Regions from separate parts of the Macaca mulatta genome. Here regions 1 and 2 are each linked to region 3. A link is a contact called in public Hi-C data. All regions are on one chromosome and are shown on one strand. The core of a region is the stretch at or near the end of the contact, and the rest is flanking DNA. Distances in the headings are between cores, read along the strand shown.

Region 1 (2,700 bases), core at 136-2,635, 68 kb after region 3:
TTGAAGGAAAAAAAGTAAAAAACAACTTTGAGGAAGTGACAACAAAATATTTTAGGGTTAAGGGTGTTTCTCTCCTGGACTTCCAGTTATTACTCACAAATGTTATTTTGCCAGTAGCCAAACTTTTCTTTAAACAAAGAACAATTTTGATTATTAGTGCTGCATCCAGGCACCGGTGTTCACATTTTTCAGTTTTCATGCACATGGCTTGTCTTGCTTTCCTTATATTTTGAAGATTTTGATTATATTATTTTAACCAGGCAAACTTGCCAATGCTGTTATGACTAAACCGGAATTAAGGAAGACATTCTTTTTCCCCACACTGTCAGTAGCAAAGGAAATATTACTTAATTTCAAAAGTTCTTTGCTTATGTAACCAGTTTGACAAGGGACACATCACAGCACAACATAAGAAAAATGTGCACATCAGCACAATGGGCTAGCCTTGTAACCAGCACTTTGGGTAAAATAAATACGCTACCACTAACTTAAGATTAAGTACAGCATTTTGCCTTAAAGCAGTCAAAAGAACTGTGCTCTAGACCTACACAGCAGCAAACCCTTCAAATCAAGATAAAACCAAATCTGTTGGTAAACACAGAAAATATGCAGGTAATTACAACTCTATAGCTGAAAAAGTGGGTGGCTCTTAAAAGAGCCTTTGGGATTGGGTATGAAGACGTTAGAATTACTTAGAGCTGGTGTACTTGGTGACAGCCTTGGTGCCCTCGGACACGGCATGCTTGGCCAGTTCCCCGGGCAGCAGCAGGCGCACGGCAGTCTGGATCTCCCTGGAGGTGATGGTGGAGCGCTTGTTGTAATGCGCCAGGCGGGAAGCCTCCCCAGCAATGCGCTCGAAGATATCGTTGACGAAGGAGTTCATGATACCCATGGCTTTCGATGAGATGCCAGTGTCAGGGTGGACCTGCTTTAGCACCTTGTACACGTAAACGGAATAACTCTCCTTGCGACTACGCTTGCGCTTCTTGCCATCCTTCTTCTGCGCCTTGGTCACCGCCTTTTTGGAGCCCTTCTTTGGGGCAGGAGCAGACTTAGCAGGTTCAGGCATCTTAAAGAAACACCTCGCCCACAACCTAAAGAAAAATGACAAGTATCCTCACTCTGCAGCTCGTAATATCTCTAGAGCTGGTGTCCTAAACTGGCGTTTGAAACCTTACATATTGATTGGATAAATTGTCTCTGTGTGCCCTGTCGTATGCAAATTAGGTGATTCTCGCGATTCTTTGTAATTGGTAGGTTGTTCTAGCCAATCAAATAGCGTTATTTACCATTCGGCCTCCAAGTATAATAGTTTCTCACTTGCTAACAAAATTCAGTTTTACATTTTTCACTGCGTTGCTCAACATCTATTTTAAGATATCAAAATGTCCGGACGCGGCAAGCAAGGCGGAAAGGCTCGAGCCAAGGCTAAGACCCGATCTTCTCGGGCCGGGCTCCAGTTCCCTGTGGGCCGAGTGCACCGCTTGCTCCGCAAGGGCAACTACTCCGAGCGAGTTGGGGCCGGCGCGCCGGTGTATCTGGCGGCGGTGCTGGAGTACCTGACTGCCGAGATCTTGGAGCTGGCGGGCAATGCGGCCCGCGACAACAAGAAGACTCGCATTATCCCCCGACACCTGCAGCTGGCTATCCGCAACGACGAGGAGCTAAACAAGCTGCTGGGTAAAGTCACAATTGCTCAGGGCGGTGTCCTGCCCAACATCCAGGCTGTATTGCTCCCCAAGAAGACTGAGAGCCACCACAAGGCCAAGGGCAAGTAAAACGAAAATTTGTATATTGACTTTTTACGGAGGCAATCTTAACCAAAGGCTCTTTTCAGAGCCACCCATGTACTCATTAAAAGGGCTCATATTTTTTTCCATGTCATTTTGCAGTTTTCTTTAGTAATTCTTCTACTTATAAGTTGGTGTCCTTACACTGTGTAACGTGAAACTAACCTTCCATTTTAAAGTCGCCATAAAAATAGTTAAGCAAATCGGCGGGGCGCGGTGGCTCACGCCTGTAATCCCAGGACTTTGTAAGGCCGAGGCTGGCGGATCACAAAATCAGGAGTTCCAGACCAGCCTGACCAACATGGTGAAACCCCATCTCTACTAAAAATACAAAAATTAGCCGGGCGTGGTGGCGCGCGCCTGTAATGTTAGCTACTAAGGAGGTTGAAGCAGGAGAAAAGCTTGAACTGAGGCTGAGGTTGCAGTGAGCCGAGATCGGGTCACTGCACTCCAGTTTGGGCGACAGAGAGATACTCTGTCTTGGCCGGGCGCGGTGGCTCAAGCCTGTAATCCCAGCACTTTGGGAGGCCGAGACGGGCGGATCACGACGTCAGGAGTTCGAGACCATCCTGGCTAACACGGTGAAACCCCGTCTCTACTAAAAAATACAAAAAACTAGCCGGGTGAGGTGGTGGGCGCCTGTAGTCCCAGCTACTCGGGAGGCTGAGGCAGGAGAATGGCGTAAAAACCCGGGAGGCGGAGCTTGCAATGAGCTGAGATCCGGCCACTGCACTCCAGCCTGGGCGACACAGCAAGACTCCGTCTCAAAAAAAAAAAAAAAAAAAAGGCAAAGTAATTAAAATGCAGAGAGAGTATATGTGACAGGTAATTTAAATCGATCAATGCAGCAGCCCCTTACGATTGCAAAGCTGTTAAAAGGCGTGAGAAATACAGAGAAGAGGTTAATGTT
Region 2 (2,700 bases), core at 46-2,545, 110 kb after region 3:
TGCGTTTGGGAAGTCATCTATGCAAATGCTACATTTAAGGACCAAGTATTTTCTGCAGTGTCAATTTCTAATTTTTAGTTGTGGCAGTGGTTGAAATAGTGTACTATGCCACCTGTGTCGAGACGTACTCCTCTGCACTCCTTCATTGCTTGCCATAGTCTGTAGGGAGCCAGCACGGAAATTGAGTGTTCTCTATTCGGAACTCATACGTCCCAGCCTAGAAGCCCGCGAAAATCCCGACTTTTTTTCCCATGCTATTTGCAGGCCAGATCTCGCTAAGTGTTAAGTACTACGGAGGTCGAAATGGGTTTTAACTCCAGTATTCGAAAACGCAATAAAAGCTCAATGACGCGGCTGCACTCCTGCTTGGCCGACGGAACGCGAAATGACCCCCTGGCCAAAAACGGCTCCTCTCTCCCGACTTTGTTCCCGGGAGACCCGCCCCTCAATAGCGGCGTTTTCCCGGCCACACCCCCTGATAGTGTAACAGCTCTTTTACTGAAAGCGGTGGGTGGCTCTGAAAAGAGCCTTTGGGTTGTGTTGAGCTTCTAAGCAGTTGGCCAAAGGAACTTCCTACTTTTTCTTGGCTGCCGCCTTCTTTGGCTTGGCTGCCTTGGGCTTGGCGGTCTTTGGTTTAGCCGCCTTGGGTTTCACTGCTTTGGCCTTCGCTGGGCTCTTGGGCGCTTTTTTTGGCTTGGCTGCTTTAGCCTTTTTCGGGCTTTTCGCTTTTTTGGCTCCAGCAGCCGCAGCCGGCTTCTTCGCCTTCTTTGGGGTCTTCTTGGCGCTCTTCTTAGGGGTGGCTGCCCCCGTCGCCTTCTTGGGCTTCTTCGCCGCTCCTGTAGGCTTCTTGGCTTTGGCCGCGCCTGCCTTTTTAGCTTTAGGCTTGGCTTCCCCGGAGGCCGCCTTCTTGTTGAGTTTGAAAGAACCCGATGCGCCGGTGCCCTTGGTCTGCACCAGAGTGCCCTTGCTCACCAGGCTCTTGAGACCCAGCTTGATGCGGCTGTTGTTCTTCTCCACGTCATAGCCAGCGGCTGCCAGCGCTTTCTTGAGAGCGGCCAAAGATACACCGCTGCGCTCCTTGGAGGCGGCAACAGCCTTAGTAATGAGCTCGGACACGGGGGGCCCAGACGCTTTGCGCTTAGCCGCACCTGCGGACTTGCGAGCCTTCTTCTTCACGGGTGTTTTCTCGGCTGGGGCCGGAGCAGCGGGCGCGGCAGGCGCAGTCTCGGACATGTTGAAGGCAGGCGTGAGAGAGAGAGCAATTCGAGCCGGAAGCAGAGGCACTGGCCGGGACTCGGGCCGCGGCGCTGCGCCCGCCCGTTTATATAGGGCGGAGCTGCGCCGTGATTGGTGCGCTGTCCAGCCCGCCTCGCTGGCAGCCGCAGAGTGTCCTCTCGGATCCCGAGTTGTGTTTGTTACACCTCAAAAAAAGCCAAAAATATAAAAATTGTCTGCACCGAACTACCCGGTTTTTCTCAGATAATGATCCCCGAACCCTCAGGCTTCACGCAGATCTCAAATTATGAGGAAAGCACAAAGCCTTGTGCCAAAAACTTGCAATATTTCCCGCCGTGCTTGGCAAATTTCAACTCAGAGAAACAAAACTTTCTATTTTCTTCGTAAATTATAAACCGATCTTTAACTGTGGAGTTTTCTGACCTCTCAAATATGATTCTCCAAGTGGTTAGCTTCTGATATATCCAAAAAGCATGCCACTGGCATTAAGATTTTTATTACAAATCTGCACTTAAGTGAGGGAAGTAACACAGGCTCCTCGGAGAGTCCTGCCTATTGAGCCGAGGGCATTTGAGTTCATCAAACTGGTTTAGTTTAATGCTAAACAAATTATTCCTCATTTGACATTAAGTTTTGGACCCCTGGGACATCAATCTATGCAGCCGTGGTTTTACATCTGTCCGCTATATCTGAGTTTTAAAACAATTCCTTTGGATAATTCTTTCCCTTTCTGCTCCCAAGGGTTGGGGGCGGGGCTGTTGCTTCTCTCTTCTCTGGACAACTGCTCCATGGATTGAGATACCTTGAATTCAGGGTATTTGGGAACGAAGGGAAGTCCAAAATATACTCAGGGTACAGAGTTGAAAAAAGATTAATTTTCGAATGTGATGTTCATAAAGTCACTGGAAGTGGAGGTGCACTTTTCTTTAAAGCATTTGTCTGCAGCCTTGCTGAGTGCTTTTGGCATATGCTTCAGAACCAAATTGCAATAAAGTAGCTTAGAGCTGGAATTCAAACATTGATAATAAGGGAAAATAAATAAGAACTGTATATTGAAACATATGTACTCCCATTATTAGAGAAGCCCAGCCGCTATTATTACTGAATAGTTGAGGAATGACTAGTCCACTCACCATGTATGGTTTCAATCCCCCTGAAGACTGTATCCCAACGCTTCGCAGAGCGCAATAGAAAGAAAAATAAGTGACATGTAGTGATTAAATGACAAGTTCAAATTTCGATCTCAGAAGCAGAGCTTTGAGAGTCTATCTAAGCTATTATAAATCATTGCCCTCTGAAAACATCCTTTGAACAATGTCTGAGTAAATCTCTTTAGGTAGTTGCCCAACCAAGAAGAGTGTATGTAGGTTGGCAATGAAAGCCCAACTAAAAGAATTATTTCTGAATAACGGTATGGCTGGAACAGTATGGGTGGAACTACAAGCCACTTATCATGGAAACAAA
Region 3 (2,785 bases), core at 168-2,667:
TTCAGGCTATCCTGTTGCCTGTTCTTTCTCTTAAACCTCAATATGTTCAGCTAGGAAGATGGTAGAGTTCCTGATCTTGCCAAGAGGTAATATATATAGCTACGTGAAGTAATCCATTAATTATAAACTCAGTAAAATTTGTAAAGAAATTAGTAGAGTTGGAAGGGGGATAATGAGAACGTCTGGTAGCGATCTGCCATGGTTTAGAAATGCAACCAACAGAGGTGATTTCCTCCGTCAAATGCCGCTCCAATCATTTACAAGTTAACAACGAACTACAAGACGAATTTCGCTTTCTCAGAGCTTATTTTAGATTTAATACTACCCCAAACTTGATTTCCACCCGGCTACTCCAAGTCAAGGGCAATAGGATGTTAAAGTGAAACTAAAAGCGAAAACATAGCTTTAAGGTGGTGGTGTGCGGGAAGAAAAGTGGGGATCAACCTAGAACACGATTTTTCCTTAGCTGCTGAGTGAAATGTCTCATATTAAGCTGCATACGCACTTACTCCTTGGTGACGCTTACAATCTATAGGGGAAAAAACAACGAACCTGGACTTTTTGAGGGCAGTCTCGCTCTTATACCCCAGGTTTGAGTACAACGGCTCGATCTCGGCTCACTGCAACCTCCGCCTCCCGGGCTCAAACGATTCTTCTGACTGCCTCCCAAGTAGCTGGGATTAAGTCTGCCACCATTCCCGGCTAATTTTTGTATATTTTAGTAGAAACGGGGTTTCACCATGTTGGCTAGGCTGGTCTCGAACTCCTGACCTCATGTGATCCGCCCTCCTCGGCCTCCAAAAGTGCTGGGATTACAGGCGTGAGCCACTGCGCGCGGCCGAACTTGGACGTTTTAGTAAACCCTTACTATCCCATGTGTTGCTTAGCCATTTTACCTTGCCAACTCTGGAAAATTACAGATCTTTAAACGACAACATGGGTGGCTCTTAAAAGAGCCTTTGGGTCGTTGGCGCTTTTACTCAGGTAACTATTTATTTGGAGCTGGTGTACTTGGTGACAGCCTTGGTGCCCTCCGACACCGCGTGTTTGGCCAGCTCCCCGGGGAGCAGCAGGCGCACGGCCGTTTGTATCTCCCTGGAAGTGATAGTCGAGCGCTTGTTGTAATGCGCCAGGCGGGAAGCCTCGCCTGCGATACGCTCAAAAATGTCGTTGACGAAGGAGTTCATGATACCCATAGCCTTGGACGAGATGCCGGTGTCGGGGTGGACCTGCTTCAGCACCTTGTACACGTACACGGAATAGCTCTCCTTACGGCTGCGCTTGCGCTTCTTGCCGTCCTTCTTCTGTGCCTTGGTCACCGCCTTCTTCGAGCCCTTCTTCGGGGCAGGGGCTGACTTAGCTGGTTCTGGCATGTTCGCAGCCGAAGTGACACCGTCAAACGACCACAGGGAAATGCTGGCGAGCCCAAACGCCCTCGTTATTTATTCCGTGTATATGCAAATGAGGCTTGCTGAGTTTCGGTTTCTGATTGGTTCTTTTAATGTCTGAACATACGATAGGCCATTTCTAAATTCCTAAATCTCATTGGCTCTCCCAGAAGCTCAACCTCATAATTTGACCTTTCAACTATAATTATGTAAGTCAGAAGTTTTTTTTTTTTTTTTTTTTTTAACTTTTTTTAAACATCTGCTTTTCGATTGGCTGAAATCTTTGTTCAGGAGATAGCACAGGCCACTTTACCGAATATAGATTATAGTAGTTTAGCTGGTTGCGTTTTACTAGAACCAGTCACTTTCCTTCTTCTAAACAATTATTTAAATACTTCACTGCGTCTGGATGTGGAAAGCAGGGCAGCAAAGCTGGCGCCAAGGCTCAAACACACTCTTCCAGGGCTGGTCTCCAGTTTTCTGTGGGCCGAGGGCACCGCCTGCTCCGCAAGGGCAACTACGGCGAGCGGGTGGGGGCCAGCGCGCCCGTGTACCTGGCGGCGGTGCTGGAGTACCTGACCGCCAAGATCCTGGAGTTGGCGGGCAACGCGGCCCGCGACAGAAGACCTGCGTCATTCCCCGACGCCTGCAGCTGGCCATCCACCGCGAGAAGCTCAACAAGCTGCTGGGCAAAGTTACTATCGCGCAGGGCGGTGTCCTGCCCAATATTCAGGCCGTACTGTGGCCCTGTCTATACAAGTGACTGACTAGGCGAACAGGACTAATGAGAAAATGTCTAATATCGCAAGTAAGTGCTTTAATGTATTCGGGAAGAAGCAAGTTCAATAATGTTTGCAAAACTGTGTAAAGTTTACATGGACAGGGCCACTCCAGTGTTCAAGTTACCCTGCAGAAGAGGCTAGTGGGGATGGTAGCCTGGAATATCAATAGGACCCAATGAAAAGTAAATGAGAGTCGTTGGAAAACCTAGTTAGTCTGTCCTTTAAAAATTCTCAACCGAAGCAAAACACCATTTGGGACAAAATACAATTCAGTTAACATTTGTTGCTCACTGTTTTATGTAGGTGACTTCTTGGCTTGTGATTTCCCAGGTACACCACCCAGGAATCCTGCCTTGTGGTCAAAAGTTTCTAGCTAGCGGCAGTTCAAGTTACTCCGGAAAACCACAGATAAACTTCTCAAAACGTGGTCCTCCGAATCTGGCCCCACAACACATCTACTGAATGAGAATTAGCGTCTTCCAAAGTCTTAAAGTAGTCGTTTACGGACTACAGCTTGAAAAGCGCAGAATTAGAATTTTAGGAAATTAACGCTCTTGGATCGCATACTAACAGAGAAGAGAGGATTAAAAAATGAAGTGATTTGTCCAATCAGAC

Evidence for each region. Hi-C and Micro-C count contacts between places; a contact is called where the count stands out from the background.
Region 1: a Hi-C map of CD4 T cells shows a contact between it and region 3, with 4 times the contacts expected there. The contact joins the promoter of H2AC7 here to the promoter of H2BC10 in region 3. A contact is called at or near these places in 2 of 14 Hi-C or Micro-C datasets (CD4 T cells and fetal cortex germinal zone).
Region 2: a contact with region 3 is called in a Hi-C map of liver, with 4 times the contacts expected there. The contact joins the promoter of H1-4 here to the promoter of H2BC10 in region 3. A contact is called at or near these places in 2 of 14 Hi-C or Micro-C datasets (blood and liver).

What each region holds. Positions count from the first base shown.
Region 1 is chr4:156,909,563-156,912,262 of T2T-MMU8v2.0, forward strand. H2AC7 (H2A clustered histone 7) reads left to right here and starts at 1,386. Exons shown (of 1, transcript NM_001193793.1): 1 at 1,386-1,778. The coding sequence starts at 1,386. The coding sequence ends at 1,778. It overlaps H2BC7 (H2B clustered histone 7), which reads right to left and starts at 1,109. Exons shown (of 2, transcript XM_078000871.1): 1 at 693-1,109. The coding sequence starts at 1,069.
Region 2 is chr4:156,954,064-156,956,763 of T2T-MMU8v2.0, forward strand. H1-4 (H1.4 linker histone, cluster member) reads right to left here and starts at 1,296. Exons shown (of 2, transcript XM_078000870.1): 1 at 1-1,296. The coding sequence starts at 1,233. The coding sequence ends at 574.
Region 3 is chr4:156,841,287-156,844,071 of T2T-MMU8v2.0, forward strand. It overlaps H2BC10 (H2B clustered histone 10), which reads right to left and starts at 1,418. Exons shown (of 1, transcript XM_078000863.1): 1 at 1-1,418. The coding sequence starts at 1,373. The coding sequence ends at 993. LOC144340549 (histone H3.1) reads left to right here and starts at 1,649. Exons shown (of 2, transcript XM_078000862.1): 1 at 1,649-2,196; 2 at 2,474-2,785. It also overlaps H2AC10.